Linked DNA regions of Mus musculus: all the other regions are linked to region 1. A link is a contact called in public Micro-C and promoter capture Hi-C data. All regions are on one chromosome and are shown on one strand. Each heading gives the region's core, a stretch centred on a gene start, on an enhancer-like site or on the middle of the called end of the contact. The rest is flanking DNA. Distances are from core to core; before and after follow the strand shown. Region 1 holds the start of 2610306M01Rik (RIKEN cDNA 2610306M01 gene). Region 2 holds the start of Sec61a1 (Sec61 alpha 1 subunit (S. cerevisiae)). Region 3 holds the start of Rpn1 (ribophorin I). Region 4 holds the start of H1f10 (H1.10 linker histone). Region 5 holds the start of Hmces (5-hydroxymethylcytosine (hmC) binding, ES cell specific).

Region 1 (2,726 bases), core at 169-2,668:
CACTAAACCAGAGCCAATCCTAAGTCATTCTTAATAGAAACTAAAAGGAGAAAAGAGGCCTAGGCGTCTGAGTTCAAAACCATCTCATTCGCTTATGATTTTATCTTAGCCACATCCTGGGGACCTCACTGCAGTTGGGTAAAGAAACAAACCTAACCAAAACACCAAAAAATGCATTCCTGTCCCCAGAGAAATCCTCTTTGGCTACCTACTTAAAGAAATAGGAAAGTTAGGTGGGAGAAGCCCCCCTCTCCTTTAAGATCTCTCCCCATCCCCACCCTTCAGCCTCCGCATCAGAATTTAAAGTTTCAGGGAAATGGCAAGACCACCACCCTGCATTTCACTTATACTTCACACATAGGATCCGAATAATTCGGTCAAAGGAAGAGATTTCTCCACGCGCTCCCCCCACCCACCCAAATGAAAGGCCACTGAGGTAAACTATTTGGGCAATACTGCCCCCCCAAGCCCTGTCAATTCCCAGTCTGAGTTTTAATTCTCTCAAGGACAATGACTCGCAAGGAAAGTGCAGAGGGGGAAGGGAGGGTCAGTTGGTCAAAACCCATTCATACAACTAGAAACCAGAGTCTTGCCACATCAGCACACGAGATTAATTCACCGCGCACTGGCTTCCCAACATACCTTCCGCCAACACCTCGTCCACGGTGACCTGCTGCCTCCCGATGCCGAAGACCCTTCCGATGTAACCACTGCCCAGGCCTGAGCTGCTGCCCCCTCCTCCGCTGGAGCCTGAACCCAGGCCAGAGCTCCCCTGCTCCCGCCTGGAGTCGAAAAACTTCTTCATCTTTCCAATATGAAATGCCAAGGCAAAATGCCGATGGTTTCTAGGTTCGTATTTGTTGTAAAGAAAAGAGATCTAAGGATTTCTTCTCCGGTTTCAGCCCTGAGCAGAGCCCCGGGAATCCGGCCGTGGGGTGGGGGCTGAGGGACGGCGCCTGCAGGAATAGACTGTCAATCGCGCGGCGGGTCCCCTCCTCCTCGGGGAGCGATCGTTTAAGTTTAAACCTGCGATGACAGAGGCAGAGAGAGGATGAATCAGTAACACACTCCAGAGCCTAACTGCCGGGTCCTAGGGAAAGCACAGGCCGTCATCCAGAGGAAACGCTGCGTGCATTTTCTTCGGGAAAGCCCTGGAAACGCACCGGACCCCTGCCCGGACCCCCGCCCCGGGCCCCGGACACCCACTAGCGGCCGCTCGGCGGCGAGCCCAGCTACCAGCCCCGCGACATGGCCACGGCCGCCGGCCTGCGACACGAAGGAGGCGGCGCTGCCGCAGAGCCGGGGCCGCTTCGGCGCCCGCCCGCCCGCCAGCTGATCCCCGAGCGCCGCGCTGAGGCCGCCCCTCCCCCGCGCGCGCGCCCGTCGGCTCCGACCACCCACCCGGAAGTGACCTGCCACCGGAAGTGCTTCTCAGGGCCGCACAGCCCCTTCTCAGGGGCCGTCTCAGGTGCACCAGCTATAGCTACAGAGCGAAAGAAACCGATGGCAAGAAGGGAACCAGAGCAGTGGAACTCGGGACAGAGACACTTGGAAGAGAGCGTTGCCGTAGTCCTGCCGCTGAGCACCCTGGGAAGAGTAGTTCGGGGTAATCTGGCATCTGGACTACAATTCCCAAGATGCCCCGGGAGCGAGCGCACCTTCGGACGCCGTCTCCAGGGACTGGAGATGATAGTGGAGTGGTGCAGAAGTGAGGCTTCGGGTATTTAAGTACATCTGCTAAAGTCACCAGAGACTAGTTTTCCAGCTGCACGTCCCACTCTCTGTAGCCATTTTATCTATGGCTTGGCCTCATGGACAGAGGCACTCTGGGAATTGTGGTTTCACAGGAGTCCGGACTGACACCTGAAGGACGCGGTTTAGCTGCCTCGCCCCAGTTGGGTTTGGGAGTTCCCCGACGTCATGGGAGCGGAGGTACTGAAGGCTTGGGGGCTGGGGAGAAGTGGGTATGATGCCAGCAGGGAGCCGAGCGGAATCTCGGTGCTGAAGGAAACAAAGCAGGTGTCTTCCGGTCCCCGACCACGATGAGAACTGAGAAGCCTGAGGGTCGAAGAAGGAACTGCGGGAGATCCAGTACACGGAGCATCTAGGGACCAGGCTACATCCATCCTTGGGCTCCACCCCAAACCATGGCCCTCTGCCGACCCAGATTTGCCTGGTCCTTACCAGATATATTCACGCCTTTAAAGGGAACTTTAGACACACCTACTGCTTTCTCTTCAGAATCTTTCGCAAGAAGATGCTGTGTTTACTAAGGATCGCTTGGGTGCGGATAGAGTACAGGGCTGTGTGATTGGCACCTGTCAAATGCTAAGGATTTGGAAAGGAATTGAGATCTCTCCTCCTAGATTGCTTCACAGAAGATGTTGTTGTCGTGCCAAATCCCTGCCTCCCCTGCCCTCTCCCCCAAGAAATACATGGTTTTTTCTCTTTTTTGAGTATAGGTTATTTTTCCACCAGCTCCCCACACTTCTTAAAGATGCAACTACCCTCTTGCAGTTCATCCCAGAATTTCTACTTCAGGCACTTGAGGAAGATCTAGAAGGGGGCCCCCAGGAAATAAAAAAAGATGGGTCTTGCTGGGCAGTGGTGGCTCACGTCTTTAATCCCAGCACTTGGGAGGCAGAAGCAGGCAGATTTCTGATTTCGAGGACAACCTGGGTTACAGAATGAGTTCCAGGGCAGCCAGGGCTATGCAGAGAAACCCT
Region 2 (2,726 bases), core at 59-2,558, 1.7 Mb before region 1:
TACCCATGACAGGTGGCTCCCTCTTCTACCTTCAAAGGGCACCTGTTATCATACTTACGTGAGCACAGAAACAATAAAAATAAATCTCAAAGAAATACTTAATCAAAACTTCATTTAGATTTTATTGTCTCTTTAGGCATCTGTCTCTAATATTTAATAATTAAATCTTTAAAATGTGTACATGCAAAAACACTGCACCTCTGTTTCAAAAACCTCACATTGTGGCCTGCTGTGGTGGCACATGCACGGCTAGTCCCAGCACTCAGAGCAGTCAGGTGGGATCTCTGTGAATCTGAAGCCAGCCTAGTCTACATAGTGGTATCGAGGGCTACCTAGAGACCTAGCTTAAAGAATCGAAAACAAAAACCTCACATTGTGCTAAGTATATTGACTTAGTGCTTTCCCCTAAACCCATCTATATTTGTGTACGCACATGCAACTTAATGCCAAATTAAATATAAATGTCCTATCAATGACATGGGGCTGGCTGTCTAGAATGTTTCTAAGGACGTGGCCACAGCAAACCTCTCCGTTGAAGTCAGGACTTGGCTGCATGAAACTCAGCACTCAGGGTGCACAGCAAGAAGTCGATTTCAGACAGCACACAGCACTGAGATCAGAGATCCCACTAAAGAGTAAGTTTCATGTTGCCCCACCTTGCCCAGTCCCCTTCGCACACCCTTTCCTCCAGCCCAGATGTATTCTTTTCCCTGAAGATATGGGGCTGCAAGGCTTGGCTCGGTTTCTTCATCTCTCCTAACTCTCCAGTTCCAAAGGCCTTCTTGGAATGCGCTGCGCCAAAGCCCACCCAGAGCCGCCAGACCCGGCCTTTGCCGAACGTCCTCAAATGCATGAGCTCAGACATCCTTGGAGGCAGCCTACAGCACCCAGGAGGGTATTGTAGGGTAGGGTAAGCCATGCAGGGTAGGATTCAGCACACTGCTGCTCTGTCGTGCGTGACGAGCAGCAGCTGAGGCCTACTGGGTCGCGACATGCTATCACTGGTACTGAGGGCCACCGACACGGAAAGCCGAATCGCCTGCTTCGTAGGGCCAACACCACCACGAAGCGTCCACTAGTAACAAGGGCTGATTTGGCCCTCACTTCCGGGAGAGTCTGCGCAGCTGCACACGCCCAGTTCCGGTGTGGCCCGACAGTCGTCTTCCCGACAGCCTCTCTGCTCCTGCTGCATGCCGGGAGTTGTGGTCTTGGCGCAGGCGGCGCGGCGGGCGCGCGTGGCAGGAAGCGGAAGCGGCCGGTGGCCCATCCCCGGCCCCGCCTCGCCGCGCCGCTCGCCGCCGGGCTATCACTGACGTGTCTCTCGGTCGAGGAAGCGCGCTCCGGAGCTAGCAGCGCCTCCTCACTCGAAGTGGAGCGCAGTCGGGGCCGGGCGTGTAGTCGGATCAGCCGCCGCCATGGCGAGTGAGTTTCCTGGGGGCCACCCCGGCGCAGCCAGGATGCGTCGCCTTTCCCCGTTTGGGCGCTCGCCCGCCGTGCTTCCCGATCCTGGCGGAACGCGGCCTGCCTGGGGGACTCGTTCCCGCGCCCCTAGACCGAGCCTTCTGGGTCCCCGCACGCCCACGCCCGGCTCTCATCGTGCCGGGCTCCCTCAGGTGCCCTCAAGTTACTCCGTACCTAACTCCTTCTCTTTCTGTTTCTTCCATCAAAGTCAAATTTCTGGAAGTCATCAAGCCATTCTGTGTCATCTTGCCGGAAATTCAGAAGCCAGAGAGAAAGGTAAGTCCCCAGATGGTGGTCAAAGAAGACTTGCAAAATTGGGCGCTGGGAGTTTACAGTACAATTAAAAATGGCCTCAGCACACCGAGTGAAAACTGCCCCTCTGGAGTGTAGCTGTGTGTGCTGGGATACTCACGGGAGCCGTTGAAAGGTGACCCGGTTGTGTGGGAATTCTCCCAACACCTTGTCTCGTTAGGAGCATCTTTAGTGGATAGTGGTTAACAAAGCCTCAGGTTTGCCTAGTCCGAAAGTGGGTCTGAGCAGTGATTGATTAAGACCTCAGTTAGGATCCCAGATTGAGTTACCCTCCGTTCTTCACCTCCAGCAGGAGCAGATGATGGGGTGTTTGTTTCGTGTGGGAGGTGACTTCGGTATCTGGTTTCCAAAGGAAAAATCGAGTCGTGTAATCGATATGAACGTGTTTGTGGTTTTTATTTGAATGTATGCTGCCCCAGCATCGAGTTTACATGCACTAGTGAAGTCTGCTGCCATTGACAGCAGGTGCTCTAAAACAAGGAAGGAGAGAACTGTAGCACCTTAATGCTTAATGTGAATCTTAATCAGAATTTCTGTGGCAGGCAGCTTCGGCCCAAGAATAAATGTTCCTAGTGTGAGAGTGCCCGGTGAAGGAAAGTCCAGGCCCATGGGCTCAGAAAACAGTAAATCTACTTTGTGTTCCTGGTTTGGTTTTTGGTGTTTTTTTTGGTTTTGGTTTTGGGGTTTTTTTTGTTTTGTTTTGTTTTTTTTGGTATTTTGGGTTTTTTTTTTTTTTTCAGACTGTCATATATTCACATCTGGCATTTGTAGTTGGCATTCACATGGATACTTTGTGCTTCTAATTTAGTTTTTACTTTCCATAGTTCTATGCAAATGCCTTGCAGTACCCTTGCTGCCTTTGCCAGGATGATGTTCAGAACTTTATCTGTTCCACCTCAGTGCAGAGATTCTGGCTCGAGGGCCAAGAAACCCAAGTCCCACGCTTTACATTC
Region 3 (2,726 bases), core at 111-2,610, 1.2 Mb before region 1:
CAGGGTGGTAAGCCTCTGCTGTGATCTGATTATACTATGACTTCATTAAGTCATGACTGATTTTCACAAAACAGGACTGAGCATCCAATGAAGTCATGAATGTCTTTCCAGAAATATTTGAGGAAAGCCATGCTGAGCATGAACAAGGCTTCAATGTAAAGGGGACAGGAGTCACTTCAGTGACTATTATAAGTCCAGCTTTATAGCTCCATACAGTTAAAAAGAATGTGGTGTGCTTAGTCTCCTAGTAAATTGGGTAATCACTTAATGAATATAGTTAATGAGAACAGTAATAAAAATTAACCTGTGTGGATATTCCCTCTATTCCCAAAGCCAGCGATTTCTTTCCTTGAAAGGTATAAAAGTGTATTCAATGAAAAGTACAGAAGGCTAAATGCTGAAGTGTTCCAATGAGAGACGGTGGGGAGGAACAGACCTGGGCTTCACCTTTCTGTACAGCATAAGGGGCTGACTCTTCAATTAGTCTGAACATTAAGAAAGCGTTAAGCAGCAGCTTTCAGAGGAGTGTTACATTAACCGGGTGCGAGGAATGACAAACTTTAATACCAGAAACCTGCTGTATTTCTGAACGCTGCTGTCTGGAGAGAACAGACTACACCAGTCAATTGCATTCAGGAAATAAATTGTCTTAACTCACTGATAGTCCTCCACTAGACGAGCAAGTCCAGGGGACAGAAAAGAAGCTGGGTACCCGAAGTACCGCACCCGGCCACAGCCAAGATCCTCTTGGGGTGCGGAAGGAGGTCGCCAGGGGACCAAGGGGTCGCCTTGGGCTCCAGAGCAGCCACGTGGGCGGTGCCCCACGCTCGGAAGCTTGTGCTGACGTGTCCGAGAGGACACGCGGACAAGAGAGACGGCGGACCCCAACCTCTCCGCTGTCCCCCTCCAACACCTGCCTTTCAGACAACCAGACACCTGGAGGATCCCTAACGCCCTCAACCTCCCCGCCCCTCCCCAGGGATCCCCGATCGCCTCAGGCATCCCGCGTGAGGTTCGCCGGCTCCTCCCTCCGCTCACCTGCACGCCTAGGTGCGCAAGCCGCGACTCCAGTTCTGGCTCCAGGGCCAGAACGAAAGAGCTGGCTCGTGATGTGGAGCCGCCGCCCGGGTGTACCAGGACCACCTCAGCCGTCACCTTGGCTAGGTGGCTGCTCAGGTCCACCGTGCGCTTCACGTCCTCGTTGACCAGCGGCGGAGCCTCCGAGGAGGCGCTGCCGGGCGTCGGGGCCAAGGCCCCGAGACATAGCAGCAGCAGCAACAGCAAGGCGACCGGCGACTCCATGACCGCGAGCTGAGCGCCACCGACACGCGCCCCGCCCCCCCGCCACGGCGCAACCGCTGATTGGCCAACAGCACCACAAGATGGCTGGGCCCGGTCAGAAAGGACCCCGTCTCCAGGGCAACCGGGCGATCGTGGGGCGCCTGATTGAAAATCTTAAAGTGCAGGCGTACTTCTTGGGGCGCTTAATAGCCGTATTCACCCCTGATTTCCTTATATCCTGTCTGTTTCCTTCATGCTTATGCAAAATAACTCTGGCCTCTCAGCTCAAAAACAGTATACTATAGCTTAGTCTAAGGAACTAACTTTGCCTTCTCTATAGTGATACGAATGCTAAGTGGGCAAAAGTTTAAAGGAAAATGGGAAATTTCCAGAAACTCAAGTCTCTCCTCTAATATTTAGTTCAACCATTAATGTGAGTGATGGCAGAAACCTTAAGCAACTAACCAAGGTTGATGATATTAACCTCAGATACCTGTTGACATTTATCACAGTTGTAGGAGTCCAAGGCGAAGTCACTGGCAGGACTAGCTGTCTGGTGAGGGCTGCTATTTACTACCAAGGTGGCACTTTGACATTGCATGCCTTCTAAGGAAGGCATTGCATATCGTCATATGACAGAAAGGCAGGAAAGGGTCTCTCTGAGGCAAGCCCTTTTACAAAGGCATCTTGCAGATGGATTCCTCTAGTGCTATCATCTCCCAAAGTCACACTGAAGAATTAATGACCAAAAACAATGAACTTCAAGTGAGCAGAGAAACTGTAGTCAGTGTACTGATACACCTGACAAGAAAGCCAGCTTAGTGACGAAAACATCCAATGGCATTTTTTGGGCCTTGAAACCATATATATATATATATATATATATATATATATATATACATATATACATATATATATGTATGTATATATGTATATATATATATATGAAAAAATCTACAGATAAAACTTTGCTCCCCTAAAGTTCCCTTTTTTCAACCCTATAAAATCTCCAAGCCCCCTGCACAATGGTTGTGTACAGTCTCCACTCCCCAAATGAGAATGCGTCCCAATGTTGTTGCTTGAAGGATGTAATTCGAAGGTAAATTTTGGGAGGAGATGGAAATATTCAAACATTGATACCAGCCAATGAGAAGAGAGAATGGAGGGCTGGCCATGCTCCTCCCTACAAAGCAGAAGTCAGGAAATTAGCACCTGCAGGCCAACAATCTATCTGTGTCTATAAAGTTTTATTGGAACATAGCTACGTTCATTTGTCCGTAGCTTATGATTGCTTTCACAGTACAACAGTAACAGTAGTGTAGTTGCAAACCAGACTATATGGCCCAGAAAACAAAACTACTTACTGTTTGCACGCGAGTACATACATTATGTATGCAGAGACAGCTTAGTGGTTAGGAGGATTTGCTGCTCTCTCAAAGGACTTG
Region 4 (2,726 bases), core at 87-2,586, 1.1 Mb before region 1:
CAAGAGGATGACTTGGGCTCTGGGCTCTGCTAAACCCTGGCCACTTCCTGACGATCCTTCCTTTGATGGGGATGAGGTCGTGGGGTGCGGGGAGGCTGGCACACCCACGAGTACTGAGTTTGAAAGGCTGAGAATCTGGGCCTTCTTGATCTACAGGCAGTCACTCCCTCTTTTCACCCAAGAGGCCAGGGAACTGCTTACCTATTGGAACAAAGCTGGCCTGGACGCTTTAGTGGTGTCTACTATGTCCTCCGCAGGCTGGCCATTGCCTGCACAGCCCTCTCTCCACCGTTGGACTACTTCCCAGGCTTTCAGGTCCTTCTCTGTACCACCACCTCCTTCAAGTCCTCCCGCACCAAGTGATGCAGTATTCGATCCCCCAAAGCCGGCAGGATCCTCAAAAGCCAAATCCCCTGCCACACCCTCTAAGGGAAATGCCTTAAGGGTAACCTTACACTTTTCCATCCTGGAGCCCCCATCTAATTCTGAGGGGTCCAGGGACGGCTACTTAAGCATCACAAAATGGGGTACTTGGGGCCAGAGAGTGGTGAGGAAGTGTCTAGGGAGAGGCCCTTGTGGTCGTGCCTGCACTGACTCATCTTTGAGATGCCAGGCGTGCAACCTCAGGGCAATTCCCTTCTGTTGGTTCCCCTTAGGATTCTGAGAAGACCCCCGCCCCAGCACGCTCTCGGGCTTTGCCTTGCTCCTGTCGGCCGCGTGAGGGCGTACCCTGTGTTAGTTGGGACAAATTAATGCCCTTCCTGCGGGCAGGGCTGTGGTCCCCTGGGCCCAGAACCAACTCAGGTGCCTGAGGAGCACTCTTGTCTGCCGCCTGCAAAGTTCTCGGTCTTGGGGTCTCGCCCGGGGCCCGTGCTAATCCTTTGCAAATCGAGCGCCCCCCTCCTCCATGCTCCTATAGCCTGGGGTACACACCTCTGAGCCGCTCCGCTGAGCCCGTCCTAGGCGCAGGCCGCCTCTGCGCAGCGCAGCGGGCTCGGATGCTGTCCAGGGCACACTGCTGAGGGTGCAGCCGCGCCCGGGAGCCGCGGGCGGAGGAGCCAGTGGCCGCGGAAGGCGCTCCAAGAAGCACAAGTTGGCGCTGGACTGGGCCCAGGCTGTTGTTGTTCTCAACGTGGTCCGCCACGGGGAAATAAAAGCGGAGCGGGGCGCGCTCTCCGCCAGAGCGTAGCGCGCACGCCCAGAGCTCCGGAGCCCGCGCAGTGCTGCCGCGCTCCCCGCAGGCTCCTCTCCGCATCCCACCCCCCCAGCCCCGCCGCGGCCGGCCCGGCCCCCGCCCGCACCTCAGCCCTGCCGCCTGGTCCCAGGCCCGGCCGCGGCCGCTCCCGCCTGGAGCCGCCGCGCGCCCCCAGTCCCCCGGCGCCGCCGCGGCCCCTCGCCTTCCTCTTCCCGGCGCGGCCCCCCGGCTACCGCGCGCCGCCTGCCGCCAACCCGCTGGCCACCATGTCGGTGGAGCTTGAGGAGGCCCTGCCGCCAACGAGCGCCGACGGGACGGCCCGCAAGACGGCCAAGGCCGGCGGCTCTGCGGCGCCCACGCAGCCCAAGAGAAGGAAGAACCGCAAGAAGAACCAGCCAGGCAAGTACAGCCAGCTGGTGGTGGAGACCATCCGCAAGCTGGGGGAGCGCGGCGGCTCGTCTCTGGCGCGCATCTACGCTGAGGCCAGGAAGGTGGCATGGTTCGACCAGCAGAACGGGCGCACCTACCTCAAGTACTCTATCCGGGCGCTGGTGCAGAACGATACGCTACTGCAGGTGAAGGGCACCGGCGCCAACGGATCCTTCAAGCTGAACCGCAAGAAGCTGGAGGGCGGCGCGGAGCGGCGCGGAGCTTCGGCGGCCAGCAGCCCCGCGCCCAAGGCGCGCACGGCGGCGGCGGACAGAACGCCCGCCAGGCCGCAGCCGGAGCGGCGCGCGCACAAGAGCAAGAAGGCGGCGGCTGCTGCCAGCGCGAAGAAAGTGAAGAAGGCGGCCAAACCCAGCGTGCCCAAGGTGCCCAAGGGCCGCAAGTGACGCCCCTACGGTCTGGCGACATCGTCGAGTTTTCCATCTGTCTCTATCCCTATCCGCCCCCCCCACCCTCGGTGTACCGGTTCCGTAGGGTTCCGCCTGGCCCAGGTCCCTGATCCCTGTCCCCTCCCCCGCCCCTCCCCCAGCGATGCTGCGTTCTGTTTGCTTTAGGTTTTTGAAACGGCCCTGGCGACGCCCCCATTGGCTCTCACCCTTGGCAACGGCCGTCGCCATGGTTACCGGCCCGGCGGCGCCAATGGCCTGGTGGCGCCTGCCTACTGTGCCCGCTGATGGCCACCAGGCGCTTGGGTTGTGTGGCGCCTTGCTCCGCCCGCTGCCTTCCTGGGGCGCAATAAACGGTTCCAACCTTGACCATTGTCGTTGTCTTGTGGGCGCTGGAGGCTGCTTGGGGTTCCTGCGGGGGAGTCGAGGGTCATTAAGACCAGCTAGACAACTAGCAGGCGCTGCCAGAGGTGGGACAGATGTGCCCAGAGACAGCTGCCCAGTGGAGAACTCTTGTAAAAGTGGGTTCCCAGTCTTGGGTTGCTGCAGTGTCCAGCATATAAAAGATAAAAGATTTCTACATGTTGGAAATTAAACCTCAGGATCTAGTGCAACATAATGGACAGTTTTACCAAATGGAAGACTAGGAAGGTTCTGAACAGTATGTACACATACAAGTAGGGTGAGATGGAACCCGA
Region 5 (2,726 bases), core at 119-2,618, 1.1 Mb before region 1:
CACTGAGCCAGGCTGCAAGCTCTGTAAGCTCCACAAATCAGTTTTTTGAGACACAGTTTTACTATGCAGCCTTGACTAGCCTCCAACTCAGAGATCTGCCTTCCTCCGGCCTCCTAAGTGCTGGGATGAAAGGTGTGTGACACCACACTTGGGTTTTTGCTTTTTTGTTTTTAATATAAGGACAGATGACGCTGATAAATCAGTAATACTTGAAAAATGCGATCTTAAAAAAAAAAAGAGAGAGAGAGAGAGAGAGAGTCAAGCGTGTCAGAGTGTACACACCTGTAATACAGGATTCTGGAGACAGGCAGATTTGCTGAAAATCTGAGGTCAGCTGGGCCTCTATAGGGAGTTCCAGGACCGCCAGGGCTACATTCATAGTTAAGACTCTGTCTCAAAAGAATTCTTAAATGTATTCAGATATGAGGTTCACATAATTTGGGCATACATTCAAACAGTTTAACTGACCCTGAAGAATGCTGACTTATTTCTTGCAGAGACCCAGAGGGATTAGGGCCTTAATGTATCTGTAAAGGCTGCTTTTCGGGTCATTCCGGAGGCTGGGCAGATGGCGGCACATGGGTCACGAGTCAGATGGCCACGGCGATGCTGGCCCAGAAGCTCCGATGGTGCTGACACACTCCTTACCTTCTCAAAGTGCAGTCTGGAGAGCAGCACGGGGCTGCTGGACTGCGGGCTCTTGTTGTAGGAGGGGCAGTACTTGTCGGGGTCCCTCCACTGCGGGAGCCGCCGCCGGCCCTGCCGATCCTGATAGGCGCAGGCCCTGGTGAGAACCTCTCTGGGCAAGTGACAGGACGTTCGCCCGCACATACTTCAGCGCTGCCGCTCAGACCTAGAGAAAGTCACAAAACCCTAAGGTTCTCCTCCCTAGGTCACGCCAATCTCCCCGCGAAGCCACATCTTCCGCGGAGGCTCCGTTAGGTCAGCCAGTCCCGGCCACTGCGGGGCCCACAGTCCCCAAGCAGGCCCTCGGGTGGCGGGCGAGAAAGAAAGCCGCTCCTCCCAGGTTGTTTCCCACGGACGCAGCAGGGAAAGGTGAGAGCGCTCGGCTTTGACGCCAGCGACACTCGCGGGCCGCGGCCACCGCACTACCGCCCCGCGGGGACACGCTCAGGTCCCGGGCGGGGCCTTGTCGGCGCCAAGGCTCCAGCTCGGAACGTGGGCGGTCCTCGCCTGCCCGCCCGCCGGCGTCCCCTCCGCCGGGTCCTCTCTTCCGCCCGCTAGCTTCTCCTCAGCGCGGCCCTCCTCCCGCCCGCCCGTCCGTCCTCATCCCCTCAACGAGGCCCTCCCCACGCGCCCGCGTCCTCTCACCGCCCGAGGGTCTAGTCCACCCTTCCTCGCAGCTAGCGTCCGCCTAAGAGACGCCCGTCCCGCTCCTCGGTAACCCCGCCCCGCCCCCGACGTGACGTCGCGCCGTCGGGGTTCCCTCCCCACAGGTGGGGGTGTGGCTAGGTGAAGCAAGACAAAATGCACTGACCTGAGACAGGCACCCCAGGAGGCCTCAGGGTCCCCCTTCCCAGGCCGGAATCTGAAGCCAGAAAACCTGTGCTGCCCACCCTCAATGTGTAAGGCCATCCGAATTGAGACTCTCTAGCTATTCCCACAAACCCCTAAGGGTCAGGAAGCCCCACCTGGTTTCCTTTTTAACATTTGTGTGTGGGGTGTGTGCAAGCCTTTAAATAAAACTAGAGTAAGCTGTAATCTTCACAAAAGGAGGCTGACACCAATTTCTTTAATGAAGTTTATTTGAATGGAATGGCTTCCAGGCTATGACCAGGCCTGGGAGTAGAAGGGGAGGGTATTAGGCAGGAAGAATACAGTCAGGAAGGGCTAAGCAGGATGTGGCCTTGAAGGTCAGGCTTTCCTTTAAAGCCTGGAGAGGCCTTCATAAAGGGATGGAATGAGGCAGAGAGGCCAGGCAAGAGCAACTGCTCAGTCCCCAGGAGAGGGATGGAAGGTGGGGGACAGAGGGATGTCTTTAGGGAGCAGCCTTCAGGTCACCTACTTGAGAAAACCCCCCAAATGAGAAATCTCTTTATAACCTGTTAGGAAGTTTCACACCACGTTACTTAGTTCACCACTGCATGCCTGACCAAGTACATGGTGGAGCCAGGACCAGTCATGAAATAGGCCATAGCTAAAACAGCTTAACGATGCTCAAGTGTAGCCTGATGTCTTCATGTTATGGGATTCGGCTTAAAGGTGCAGGCCTCTGTTCTAATGTGTACATGTGCATGTGCATACAGTATACAGGTGTGCATGAGGTTAGGCGGCAACTATTGCAAAATGGTCCTCTCCTTCTACCAAGTGGGTAGTCCGTCCTGATAGGTACCTTTACCTGCTGAGCCATCTGAGTAGCCTCACAGGAGGTCCAGTTCTTCAAGTGTTTCCAACAGTTTAAACCACCTGATTTGAGTTTAAAGCCCAAGCCCTGAAGCATCCCCTAGGATTTCTTACTCCAGCCCAAAAGGAATGCAGATACTGTTTTTCCCACTCATAGACCCAGAGCAGATCATGACACCCTCTAAGGACCTTTGGACACCCATCCATCTACAGATGCCTGTAGATGAGTGGCTTACCAGACCTGCTAGCTGTTGTCATTCGGCTAGCCTTTAACCCCACCCTAAGCTTGGCACTGACAGTCCCGAGGGGCTATGCACACGCTCCATTTGGTGAAGGGAGGCCTCAGGGAGAAGTGGAGGCCC

Evidence for each region. Promoter capture Hi-C pulls out the DNA fragments that hold promoters and counts their contacts. Hi-C and Micro-C count contacts between places; a contact is called where the count stands out from the background.
Region 2: a contact with region 1 is called in a promoter capture Hi-C map of liver, with 4 times the contacts expected there. The contact joins the promoter of Sec61a1 here to the promoter of 2610306M01Rik in region 1. A contact is called at or near these places in 4 of 39 promoter capture datasets (liver, neutrophils and pre-B cells), 1 of 484 Hi-C or Micro-C datasets (B cells) and 1 of 115 datasets of contacts at active chromatin or transcription factors (thymic regulatory T cells).
Region 3: a promoter capture Hi-C map of pre-B cells shows a contact between it and region 1, with 4 times the contacts expected there. The contact joins the promoter of Rpn1 here to the promoter of 2610306M01Rik in region 1. A contact is called at or near these places in 2 of 39 promoter capture datasets (liver and pre-B cells), 1 of 484 Hi-C or Micro-C datasets (embryonic stem cells) and 1 of 9 other capture datasets (adipose tissue).
Region 4: a Micro-C map of embryonic stem cells shows a contact between it and region 1, with 7 times the contacts expected there. The contact joins the promoter of H1f10 here to the promoter of 2610306M01Rik in region 1. A contact is called at or near these places in 1 of 39 promoter capture datasets (neural stem cells), 1 of 484 Hi-C or Micro-C datasets (embryonic stem cells) and 1 of 115 datasets of contacts at active chromatin or transcription factors (pancreatic cancer cells).
Region 5: a contact with region 1 is called in a promoter capture Hi-C map of liver, with 2.6 times the contacts expected there. The contact joins the promoter of Hmces here to the promoter of 2610306M01Rik in region 1. A contact is called at or near these places in 3 of 39 promoter capture datasets (liver, neutrophils and pre-B cells) and 1 of 115 datasets of contacts at active chromatin or transcription factors (microglia).

The regions. Positions count from the first base shown.
Region 1 is chr6:86,848,132-86,850,857 of GRCm38.p6, reverse strand. It overlaps 2610306M01Rik (RIKEN cDNA 2610306M01 gene), which reads left to right and starts at 1,418. Exons shown (of 1, transcript NR_028298.1): 1 at 1,418-2,451. Aak1 (AP2 associated kinase 1) reads right to left here and starts at 1,353. Exons shown (of 16, transcript NM_001378654.1): 1 at 643-1,353. The coding sequence starts at 805.
Region 2 is chr6:88,517,382-88,520,107 of GRCm38.p6, reverse strand. It overlaps Sec61a1 (Sec61 alpha 1 subunit (S. cerevisiae)), which reads left to right and starts at 1,308. Exons shown (of 12, transcript NM_016906.4): 1 at 1,308-1,422; 2 at 1,670-1,737. The coding sequence starts at 1,416.
Region 3 is chr6:88,083,107-88,085,832 of GRCm38.p6, reverse strand. Rpn1 (ribophorin I) reads right to left here and starts at 1,360. Exons shown (of 10, transcript NM_133933.4): 1 at 1,039-1,360. The coding sequence starts at 1,302.
Region 4 is chr6:87,980,092-87,982,817 of GRCm38.p6, reverse strand. H1f10 (H1.10 linker histone) reads left to right here and starts at 1,336. Exons shown (of 1, transcript NM_198622.1): 1 at 1,336-2,397. The coding sequence starts at 1,462. The coding sequence ends at 2,028. It overlaps Gm5577 (predicted gene 5577), which reads right to left and starts at 1,135. Exons shown (of 2, transcript NR_026990.1): 1 at 934-1,135.
Region 5 is chr6:87,912,618-87,915,343 of GRCm38.p6, reverse strand. Hmces (5-hydroxymethylcytosine (hmC) binding, ES cell specific) reads right to left here and starts at 1,368. Exons shown (of 7, transcript NM_173737.2): 1 at 1,333-1,368; 2 at 649-853. The coding sequence starts at 831. Copg1 (coatomer protein complex, subunit gamma 1) reads right to left here. Exons shown (of 24, transcript NM_017477.2): 24 at 1,749-2,726.